Regions from separate parts of the Capra hircus genome. Here region 2 is linked to region 1. A link is a contact called in public Hi-C data. All regions are on one chromosome and are shown on one strand. The core of a region is the stretch at or near the end of the contact, and the rest is flanking DNA. Distances in the headings are between cores, read along the strand shown.

Evidence for each region. Hi-C and Micro-C count contacts between places; a contact is called where the count stands out from the background.
Region 2: a Hi-C map of blood shows a contact between it and region 1, with 10 times the contacts expected there. The contact joins the enhancer-like site here to the promoter of THOC1 in region 1. A contact is called at or near these places in 2 of 5 Hi-C or Micro-C datasets (both in blood).

What each region holds. Positions count from the first base shown.
Region 1 is chr24:35,547,602-35,553,633 of ARS1.2, reverse strand. It overlaps THOC1 (THO complex subunit 1), which reads left to right and starts at 2,888. Exons shown (of 21, transcript XM_018039482.1): 1 at 2,888-2,993; 2 at 5,414-5,487; 3 at 5,581-5,641. The coding sequence starts at 2,940.
Region 2 is chr24:36,003,663-36,009,694 of ARS1.2, reverse strand. No RefSeq gene overlaps it. Among named protein-coding and RNA genes, the nearest start is that of TRNAC-GCA, 11 kb to the left of the region's middle. Within about 2 kb of position 2,459, at least 3 of the 5 cell types and tissues checked have an H3K27ac peak or open chromatin away from gene starts, as enhancers often do.

The sequences.
Region 1 (6,032 bases), core at 1,639-4,138:
CAAAGAAATAGAGGAAAACAGCAGAATGGGAAAGACTAGAGATCTCTTCAAGAAAATTAGAGATACCAAGGGAACATTTCATGCAAAGACGGGCACGATAAAGGACAGAAATGGTATGGACCTAACAGAATAGAAGATATTAAGAAGAGGTGGCAAGAATACACAGAAGAACTGTACAAAAAAGATCGTCATGACCCAGATAATCACGATGGTGTGATCACTCACCTAGAGCCAGACATCCGGGAATGTGAAGTCAAGTGGGCCTTAGGAAGCATCACTATGCACAAAGTTAGTGGAGGTGATAGAACTCCAGTTGAGCTATTTCAAATCCTGAAAGATGATGCTGTGAAAGTGCTGCACTCAGTATGCCAGCAAATTTGGAAAACTCAGCAGTGGCCACAAGACTGGGAAAAGGTCAGTTTTCATTCCAATCCCAAAGAAAGGCAATGCCAAAGAATGCTCAAACTACCGCACAATTGCACTCATCTCACACGCTAGTAAAGTAATGCTCAAAATTCTCCAAGCCAGGCTTCAGCAATACATGAACTGTGAACTTCCAGATGTTCAAGCTGGATTTAGAAAAGGCAGAGGAACCAGAGATCAAATTGCCAACATCCACTGGATCATCGAAAAAGCAAGAGCATTCCAGAAAAAGATCTATTTCTGCTTTATTGACTATGCCAAAGCCTTTGACTGTGTGGATCACAATAAACTGTGGAAAATTCTGAAAGAGATGGGAATACCAGACCACCTGACCTGCCTCTTGAGAAACCTATATGCAGGTCAGGAAGCAACAGTTAGAACTGGACATGGAACAAAAGACTGGTTCCAAATCAGAAAAGGAGCATGTCAAGGCTGTATATTGTCACCCTGCTTATTTAACTTATATGCAGAGTACATCATGAGAAACGCTGGGCTGGAAGAAGCACGAGCTGGAATCAAGATTGCTGGGAGAAATATCAATAACCTCAGATATGCAGATGATACCACCCTTATGGCAGAAAGTGAAGAGGAACTAAAAAGCCTCTTGATGAAAGTGAAAGAGGAGAGTGAAAAAGTTGGCTTAAAGCTCAACATTCAGAAAACGAAGATCATGGCATCTGGTCCCATCATTTCATGGCAAATAGATGGGGAAACAGTGGAAACAGTGTCAGACTTTATTTTTTTGGGCTCCAAAATCACTGCAGATGGTGATTGCAGCCATGAAATTAAAAGATACTTACTCTTTGGAAGGAAAGTTATGACCAACCTAGACAGCATATTAAAAAGCAGAGACATTACTTTGCCAACAAAGGTCCGTCTAGTTAAGGCTATATTTTTTCCAGTGGTCACGTATGGATGTAAGAGTTGGACTGTGAAGAAAGCTGAGCACCAAAGAATTGATGCTTTTGAAGTGTGGTGTTGGAGAAGACTCTTGAGAGTCCCTTGGACTGCAAGGAGATCCAACCAGTCCATTCTAAAGGAGATCAGTTCTGGGTGTTCATTGGAAGGAATGATGCTGAAGCTGAAACTCCAATACTTTGGCCACCTCATGCGAAGAGTTGACTCATTGAAAAAGACCCTGATGCTGGGAGGGATTGGAGGCAGGAGGAAAAGGCGACAACAGAGGATGAGATGGCTGGATGGCATCACCGACTCCATGTACATGAGTTTGGGTAAACTCCGGGAGTTGGTGATGGACAGGGAGGCCTGGCTGCTGGGATTCATAGGGTCGCAAAGAGTTGGACACGACTGAGCGAATGAACTGAACAATCATCCATAATATGATAACAATCCGATTACACCAGCTCTTAAATCAGTTAATACCAGTTGATCTGAGCAATTTGGCAATGTACGTTGTACAATCAAACCTGAACGATTCTATTGATTCTGAAAAAACCTGCAACGCTCCAGGTAGCCATCACTGTTAACAATTCCCACTTAGGTACAAGATTATGCAAAGTTATATTTTTGTTAGCATCCTGTACTCTCGCTGGATATCCACGAAGGGAACCAGGTAAAGCACGCCAGGCTTTCACTTAGGAACACGTGCAGGTGGGTAAGAGCTGGTAGCAAGTGTTTGGGTCAGTGCTTCTTCCCCCACCGCATAATGCCAATGGAAAGACGACTGCCCCTTGGCTTCTCATTGGCCAAGTGAATGGAGACGAGGGAGGAAAGTGGGCAGAAGACTAGGTCTTGCAACAGGTGCCTTAACCCTGGGACTTGGCGCCACCGACTATCCAATCAGCGGCGAGTACTGCGTTCCTCCACAATCTTCCTTGTTACAGTAGAGCGCTCTATCTGCCAGCAAAATGAACGAATCCCCACACATTACGTTGCTACACAAGCCACGCTTGCTTTCACGACTTCATTTACGCTCCTCAACAGCCCAGGGATACAAGCATTATTTTTATTTCTCAGAAGATGGAACCCCACCTGAGCTACAGGGCCCGCGACCTGCAAGGCAGATGCGCGAATCCGGAGCTGGGACCACTCCTGCGGGAAGAAGGACTTTGATCTGACGGCCACTGCCGTCACCTCCCCAGCCCGGAGCTCCCGGATAAGCCGCCTGACTTGGATTCTCAGACAACGACTACCTTCCCTTGCGGCCCATCGAGCCGTAACCAGCCGCCATTCACCCGACTTCCCAAACCAGGAAAACCCCCGCCAAGAGCCCGCGCGTCCCGGCTTGTAACCCACAGCGTGTACAGGGCGAGGCCGCGCGTCTGCAGTCACCCCACGGGTTGTTACCACGAACGCGGATCGGGCGTTGAGTGGCTAACCCTAGCTCCCAACACCCTCCCGACCTCCGTCACCAGGGAAGCTCCCAAACGCCACCAGACCCGCCCCTGCGCCCACAAGCCGCTCTAGCCGCGCACGGAGCCGGCACTCTCGTTGCTCCCGGCCTGACGTCATCCGCGGGCGCCGCGACGAAGTGGCGGGCACGCGCAGCCAAGAAGATGTCTCCGACGCCGCCGCTCTTCAGTTTGCCCGAAGCGCGGACGCGGTTTACGGTGAGTTGCGGACCGGTGGGCGCGGCCCCGGACCAACGCTATTTGTTGCTCTCCTGTCCCTGAAATTACTTGAATTTTGCGCTGGGGTAAAGCGGGGACAGAGGCGTTGCGCCGCGGCGACGGGTTCCCGGCCCTGTCGTGGGCTGGGGAGGCGGCAAAGGCGCTTTACCTGCCTCTTCCAAGAGTCCTCTGCGGTCCGCCGCCTCCTTTCCGCTGGCGAGTCCCGGAACCCTCCGCCCTCCGTGGAGGGCTCACCCGCAGACTACCTCCTTTTGGTTCCTGCTTCTCTGCGGTGCTCGCTTAGCCAGGCGGGTGTTTCCAGAACTGGCAGGGGGCTTCTCTAGAGGGAAGGCGAGAATGGTTTTAGTCCAGAGAACAGGCTCCCGCCCCGCCTTCTAACTGCCAGGTGGCTCTTCTCGCCGCTCATTCATCACCCTTTAACCCTTTGTATCTCACTCTTAGAGATCGATAAGGACGGTCCTAAGTGGGGCGAGGCAAACTGATCAGCTTGGGAAGGGTTGTCAGCTGTCATTTTATTCTTCCGCCTTGCGGAACAGTAATTTAAGCATTTGGGGAAACACTTTACAGAGCGTTTTGATCTTAGCTTATTTAACTCAGAATAGCTCTGTGAAGTAGGGTGTTTAATTATCCACAGTAGATGAGATAGAAACTGAGACAGCCCGCCCCCCAGCCCCCGCTTATGTTGTTGTTCAGTCGCTAAGTCGTGTCCGACCCTTTGCAACCTCATGGACTGCAGCATGCCAGTCTTCCCTGTCCTTCACCATGTCCCGGAGATTGCTCAAATTCATGTCCATTGAGTCGGTGATGCCACCCAACCATCTCATCCTCTGCCACCCCCTTCTCTTGCCTTCAGTCTTTCCCAGCATCAGCGTCTTTTCCAGTGAGTCGGCTTTTCGCATCAGGTGGCCAAAGTTTGGAGCTTCAGCATCAGTCCTTTCAAAGAATATTTAGGGTTGATTTCCTTTAGGGTTGACGGCTTTAATCTCCTTGCAGTCCAAGGGGCTCTCAGGAGTCTTCTCCAGCACCATAGTTTGAAAACATAAAAGTTAAATTATTTGCTTCACTGTTTTCTCTGACTTCAGACTCAGTAATCTTTTTATGTTGCCCATCAGCAAATGAAGAACCCTGTTCTAAGTCGTTTGACTGTGTTCATCCTAGTTTTCTGTAATTCTGCGAGGAGAAACTGTTAGGTGTGTCCAAGGTCATATCAGTCCTGGAAGGGACCATTTGATAGGAGATCATCTAGCCCGGTGCTTCTTAAGATTGAGCATGGGTTGGGATCACCTGGGGATCTTGTTAAATGAGATTCTGGTTCCGTAGGAATGGGGCCTGAGATTCTGCATTTCTAACAAGTTCTCAGGTGATGCCACTGCTGCTGGTGGTAATAAGGATCTACAACAACCCATATATGTAACTGGTGAGGAAAATGAAGCACAGAGACAAAGGGGTATGTTCTAGATTACGAACTTCCCAACTGCCAGTGCAGGAGGCAAAGGAGATGTGGGTTCATTGCCTGGGTGGGGAAGATCCCCTGGAAAAGGGAATGGCAACCTGCTCCAGTATTCTTGCCAGGAGGATCCCATGGACAGAGGAGCCTGGCGGGGTACAGTCCATGGGGTCACGAAAAGTCGGACACCACTGAGCTTGCACGCACCAAGATTACACAGCCTACTCACAGAGTCAGGAATGGACCGTTTCCAGTATAAATGTAACTTCTGGGAGGTAACAAGAGGATTTTCCAAGTGTATGTGAATTTTCACAGAGTGAATGACTTGGCAGTATTTTTCTTCTTCAGTTACGACTACTTTGTGACAGTCAGCAGGTTTAGTACTTTAAGACATCAGTGTTTACTTGATGTCAGGGACTGTGCTGTGCAAGCTACCTAGAGGAGGTGGGACTTCTGTTGAGTCTTGAAGAATGGATAGAATTTGCGTGAGCGTGTGGGAAAAACAATGTGCATGGATACACTAGAGTGAACTTGATAGAAAATGATGGGAAAAAGGCTACAGCCTAGGGGAGAGTATATGTTTGGGGTTACTGGGAAGTAAGGTTGGATAGATTGAGTGGGATAACATTATTAAGGACCTTTAGAGGAAGCTGTGAAACAAAACCTATAAATAAGGGGCCACTTAAGAGATATTTTTTAAAGCAGAATGAATAGCATATTTAAAGGAAAAGTAAGCCGGGAAACCTGGAATGAGAAAACTGAGCTTGGAAGCTCTCAACAAGCTTCAAGTGATGAGAAAGTAGCATTTGAATGAGAATTACTGCTGAACTGACTGACAGGTAATTTTTCTCAGGTATAAACATTTTTTAGTTAGACATACAATTAATGAGTGGTATGTTTCTCAGTGAACAAAAATTCCTTCAACTTATGTGCTTTTTTTTTTTTCTTCTAGAAATCTACGAGAGAGGCCCTGAACAGCAAAAATATCAAGCCCTTGTTGAATACCTTTAGCCAGTTACCTGGAAGGTAAGGTATTAATATCCATGACATGGGCTCATTGAAATCTTTATACTTACCCTGAGCTGTTTTAAAAATGCAGGTGTTTTTTGTTTTTAATAGTGAAAATGAAAAAAAATGTACCCTTGACCAGGCTTTTAGAGGTGTTCTAGAAGAAGAAATTGTAAGTATGTTTTTCCTTTATTTATTGTTAAAATTTTGCTGGAAGATTAGTAAATATTGTTTTTTAATTTGCTTTTATTCTTAGAATAGATATTTAACCATGACTATTTTTTCCTGGAGTGAACTGCTTAGTCTGTGAAACCTAACTTGGTCATAGTTAGCGTAGGAGTTACATAATGAATAAGGGTTTTGATAGCATAGGTGCAATTTAAGAGTTTGGTTTAATATATTAGCAGAGCCCTCTGCCATTGAATATGTATAAGAAAAGTTGACACGAGGACTTCCTGAACAAGAACTAGAACTTGAAGATGGGCCCTGTCTTTGCTGTATAAACAGCGACACATCCTGGAGTGGATGAGAAGTCTAGTCCAAGGATGTTTGGCACGGATTCC
Region 2 (6,032 bases), core at 1,210-3,709, 460 kb before region 1:
GTAGATAAAAATCCATCTAGAAAACTGGGTCCCTGCGTGTTCAGTCTCGCCGAGCTTGTTGATGGCTTTATCCATTTCTACCACAGGGTGGCGCCCGCGGACCTCGAAAGGCGCTGCGCAGGGGTACTGCTGAATCCCAGCCTCCGCGAACTCGAACGTGGGGGTGTCAGAGCGCCCCCCGCCCATTTCAGCAAGGAGAAAACTGCTATCCAGAGAAGGTAAGGGACGTGACGCCAACCACACTGCTACTCTGGTGAAGGCAGGATCAAAGTCCATGTCTCCACGCTGTCAATCCCAAATTCATCCCAGTGGTTTTCAAACCAAAACAACCTCTCATCTCTGGATGTTTCTTCTAATCCCTCAGAGGAGACCCAGCCACCAACCCTTGGCTACCTAGCACAAAGCACACTTAAGCCCTCCAGGTGCAGTCCTAAGAGTATTACATGTACTCACTCATCCTAACCTTCACAGCAGTCCTACAGAGCAGAAAAGAGTGTTTAGGGACTTCCCTGGTGGGCCAGTGGTTTAGATGGCTTTCCAGTACAAGGGGTGAGGGTTTGTTTGATCCCTGCTCGGATGAACTGAAGTCCCACATGCCGCAGGGTGTGGCCCAAACTTTTTTAAAATAAATAAAAGACAAAAATGGTTAAAATGGTAGATTTTAATGTTATATATATTTTACAATTAAAAAAATCAAAAGAGCCATCAAGCTCAATACTTAGTAAATAACTATAAGGTTTCCTTAAATATATTTCCCTAATAATAGATAAAATTAGCAAACTTCCTCAGATAAATGCAATATATGTCTCCAAGATGGGATATCAGTAAAAAGAACAGCTTGAGTAACAGCTTTCCAAATCAAAGTTGGAAAGAAGTCGTTAAAAATAAAATCACAACTTAAACATCTAAGGAAGGGAGGCTGTAGGAGTAGGGTAGTTGTCACAAAGAATAGGGAAGGAAGAGACATTTTATTTCACACAAAAGTCAACCAGAACAGAGACTGTAACTTAAAAGTCTGTCCCTTGGACTTCCCTGATAGTCCAGTGGTTAAGACATCACCTTCTAATGCAGGGGGTCTGGGTTCAATTCCTGATCAGGCAGCTAGTATCCCACATGCCTCCTAGCCAAAAAACCAAAACATTAAAAATAAACAAAAAACAGAAGCAATAATGTAACAAATTCAATAAAGATTTTTTAAATGGTCCACATCAAAAATCTTAAAAAAAAAAGTCTATCCCTACACTTCTGCTCTTGCACAGAAGGGATATTTAATTTTGAGTGTCATATTGAAAGATAAAGAATTATGAACATTAAAACTGCTATTGTTATTCTCTTTTTGATTGAATAATCTCCTGCTGGAAAACTTCAAAAATATTTCCCAAAGTAATACAGCTGGAATTTCTCATGCGTTCATTCCCAAGCGTTCCCATAGAAGATTTAGCAGGGGCCGCTGGTGCCCCCCAGGTCTCCCCTGTGTCTCTCCAGGCTGCCTGGTTATTGGGCTGGGGACACTTTCCTGCCAGTGGAAAGTAGCAGGGTGACACGTTTTCTTTCCAAGGTAGAGCAGGTGAGAGCCAGCAGGCCTTCTCCGTGTGTTTCCCTGTCCTGCCGAGTCCCCACGTGACAGAGTTCACAATACGCGGGAAACCCGGATCCCAAGATGCTGCATGTAGACAGGTGTGAGCAGCCTGCCTGATACCTTCTGCTAGAAAAAAAAAGAAAAAGAAAAAACTTGTTTTTTTCAGCCACTGAGATTTGTTACCATAACATAGCCACACTTCTACTGACTGATAGAGATGATAAGGTGGAAATCCTTATTATCTTTCCTACTCTTCAAGTCGGTGCACCTTTGACCACTTTTTAAAACTCCAACATAACCGTCATGATATACTAACAAACACTAGAGGGCACAATGCCGTTGAGGAAAACTTGGACCCATACTGTAAATGTAGTAAGGTGCGGGATCTTGCAAAAATTAATGCAACAGAAAAATAGGTCGTGGAAAAAATCACTAGCTTTGGAAACAACTGTTTTCTTTGCCGGTCTCTTAGCCACATGTCACGATCTGCAACTCACTTTATTAAAAGAAAACTTGGAACACTTCAACACAAAACTAGTAAATTCCAAAACCACGGGAAGCCTATATACTTTTCCAAATAGGAAAAACTAATGGGAATGGCCTCAGTGTAAGAGACACATTTGTCTTCCATCTGTGTTTTGTTTCTGCCTTCGGATGTGCCCGTCTGCCAGCACTGTTAGGCCATGGAATCCGGACGTATTGTAAACCGGCGGCTTGAGAAAGCTCAGGTTTCTAAAGTCTCCTTGTTATGAGAGGTGACCAGATGCTGCAAACATCAAGCTGTGACAGGAAGCTCCCCTCCCACCCCAATGTCATCCTGCGTGCTGAGCAGACTTCCTTTTCCCGTTTCCTTTTTCCCCTCTCTCTCCTTTTTTTTTTTTCTTCTTCAAAGTCTGCTGCCAAAACTGTCTTCCCTTACTGTTGTTCTGATGACATCACCCCTTCCCTAACTTGCCCTTAGTCTCCGGGTCCCAGTTTGCCTTCATTTCCTTGGGCGGCCTTTGGGTCGCCTCTACATACAGTAAGCCTCCTACACACGAGCCTTCAAGTTTCGAACCTTCAAAGATGCGAGCGAGGGTTCCATCAGCTTCAGACGGGAGTGACATTGCAGCTCGCCCTCCGTCGTCTCCTATTGCTGATGATCCTTCAGCTCTACCATCTCCCTCCTCCTCTCCCTCCTCCAGGCAGTGTGTCTTCTTGCCTGTTCACTCGATGCCAACCTCTGTATGCCAGCTGTAGTATAGTACAACAAGGTACTGTACTGTAAAATTCCAAGTATTCTCTTTATTTTGTGTGTTTGTTTTTTAAAAAAATATTATTTGTGTGACAAGTATTATAAACCTATTACAGGGCAGTACTACATAGTTGGTCGTGTTGGCTGAGTACCTGGGCTCATTCTGTTAGACTGAAATGAACACGATCTCAGAACAGAACTGGTCTGTAGGTAGGGGACTTTACTGCATTTTTGCCCTGCTGTCTGCTGCTTCTCAGCACTGCCGCACGGGACTGTCGTTCTTGACATCCCAGTGCTGAGGCATCCTTTTCCACTTCTAACAAAGAAAGTATTCCTAGGTCTCTTCCAAACCAGCTTCATGTATATATTCGTTGCTCAAGCACATATTTAGCACCGTCTGCATGCATGGCATGGCTCTAGATACTTTAGAGGACATACAAAAGTGTAAGACACGGTCCTCACACTGGAAACGACCAGGCAGCCATTTGTGCTGGGGCTTTGGGAAACCAACTTGAGGGATGAAGTAGCAGGAGAAAAGCACGCAGTGATACCAGATAACTATACCACCAGAGCTGCAGACGTGGCGTCATTCTAATTATTTTATCATCTTGTCAAAATTATCATTTCAACAAAAAATGACTTGAGTCTTAAGTTGGTGTTAAGGATATGATCCTTATACCAAATTACAAAAACTGTTATCTCCATTGCATACCATGCTCCTTACAAAAAAAAAAAAAAAGAATTAAAAAAATTTTTTCCACCTATCTTGTGGGTAAGACACCCTGCTTCCAATTCAGAGGGCATGGGTTCGAACCCTGGTCAGGGAACTAAGATCCCACATGCCTCATGGCCAAAAAACCAAAACAGAAAACAGAAGCAATATTGTAACAAATTCAATAAAGACTTTAAAAATGATCCACATTTTTAAAAAAATCCTAAAAGAAAAAAAATCTATTTGCTATGTCTCCATTTGCATGGAAAATTCCATGGACAGAGGAGCCCAGCAGGCTACAGTCCTTGGGATTGCAGAGTCGGACACAACTTGGTGACTAAGCAACAGCAACAAATATGCTCATATATTTGTTTCATTTTTTAAAGGATGCTGCTTGCCATCCACTAAACTGATTTTCCCACTCACCAAGGAATTGCAAACCACAGTATGAAAAGCTTTGCTCTAATAAACTCCCTTCAATTTACAATGGAAAAACTGAAGTGTTAAGAACTTGGGAAACTTACTTAAGTAGCTACGGAACATGATACATCTCATTAATAGAATGAAGCATACAAATTATATGATCCTCTCCATAGATGCAGAAAAAGCATTTGACAAAACTCAACACCCTTTCATGATCAAAGCTCTTAAGAAACCGAATGTGGAAGAGACATAGCTCACATAACATAGACTATATCTAAAAAACTCATTGCTAACATCACACTCACTGGTGAAAGTGGGAAAGCTTTTCCTATAAAATCAGGAATGAGACAAAAGTGCCCACTCTCACAACTCCTATTCAGCATAGTACAAAAGTTCTAATCAGAACAACCAGGCAAGAAAAAGAGATAAATGGAATCCCAGTGGAAAGTAGAGAATAATGGCGCAACTCACTATCCACTGCGGGGAGAAAAGAAAAAGAAAATTGCTACTTCCTGTCCTACAACATCAAACATATTCAAATGGTCTAAATTTTTTGGACTTTTTGTTTTGTATTGAGGTTATCCCGTTAACAATGTTCTGATGATTTCAAGTGAACAGCGAAGGGGCTCAGCCATTCTCCCCCAAACTCCCCTCCATCCAGGCTGCCACATAAGGCTGAGCAGAGTTCCCTGTGCTGTACAGCGGGCAAATGGACGAACCTTTTTAATGCAAAAGAAAATTACAAAAATACCAGGAAAAAAGTATGTAAATAATTTTAGGGTCGGAAAGGAGATTTTTAAGACCAGTGATTTAAAAGAAGGGATTCCCCTGGTGGTAGAGTGGATAAGAACCTGCCGGCCAATACAGGGGATATGGATTGGATCCCAGGTCCGGGAAGATTGCACGTGCCTCAGAGCAGCTGAAGCGTGTGCTCCGCAACTGCTGAGCACATGTGCTGCAACCAGTGACGCCTGCGCTCTGGAGCCCATGCCCCAGGAACGAAGCCACCGCAGTGAGAAGCCGGAGCACCACCAGCAAGAGTAACCCCCGCTCGCCGCAGCTAGAGCAAGGAAAGACCATGCAGCCACGAGGACCCAGTGCAGCCAAAGTAAATACGTAATTTTTTAATTAAAAAAACAAAATGAAGACACCGAGAAGGAAGAGATTGATAAATTGACTAAAATAGTTCTCAGTTTCTCTGTACTAAAAGGAAACCCACAAATAAAGTTGAGCGGCATGTGAAAACTTGGGGGATATGTTCCCATCGTTTATGAAAAGTAAAGAATTCAAAATCTCAGAACACTTAAAAATTCATAAAGACAGTCACACCTAAACGCGAAGTTGCTAAAGGACAGATCACAAAATTAGAAATATGAATGGCCAATAAATTTGCAGAAAATCTTGAAGAAAATTTTCTTTCTCCAAATGGATAGTCAGTTGTCCCAGTATCCTACTCTTTTCATTGGAAATTACATAATAGCTTTTATTTCCTTGCTGCCACTGCTTCTGCTAAGTTGCTTCAGTTGCGTCCGACTGTGCAACCCCATAGATGGCAGCCCACCAGGCTCCCCCATCCCTGGGATTCTCCAGGCAAGAACACTGGAGTGGGTTGCCGTTTCCTTCTCCAATGCATGAAAGTGAAAAGTGAAAGTGAAATCCTAGCATGCATTTTATACTTATTGCTTTGATCTAGTCTATGTAGCATAAATGGTGCTGGATGTGCTGACTAACTTTATTGAGATAATGTTTTACAATGTATACAGGCATCAAAATCATCACATTGTACATCTTGAACTTACACAACTTTTACTGTTGGATATTAGCTGCTCAGTTGTGTCTGATTCTTTGCCACCCCATGGATTGTAACCCGCCAGGCTCCTCTGTCATGGAATTCTCCAGGCAAGAATACTGGAGTGGGTAGCCATTCCCTTCTTTAGGGAATCTTTCTGACCCAGGGATCAAACCCAGGTCTCCCCTATTGCACAATGTTATGTGTTATACCTCAGTAAACCTGGGGGGAAAGGATTAGAGCTCCAAAAGGGCATAAAATTCTGGAACCAGGATTTTCTTTTAATCAAGACATA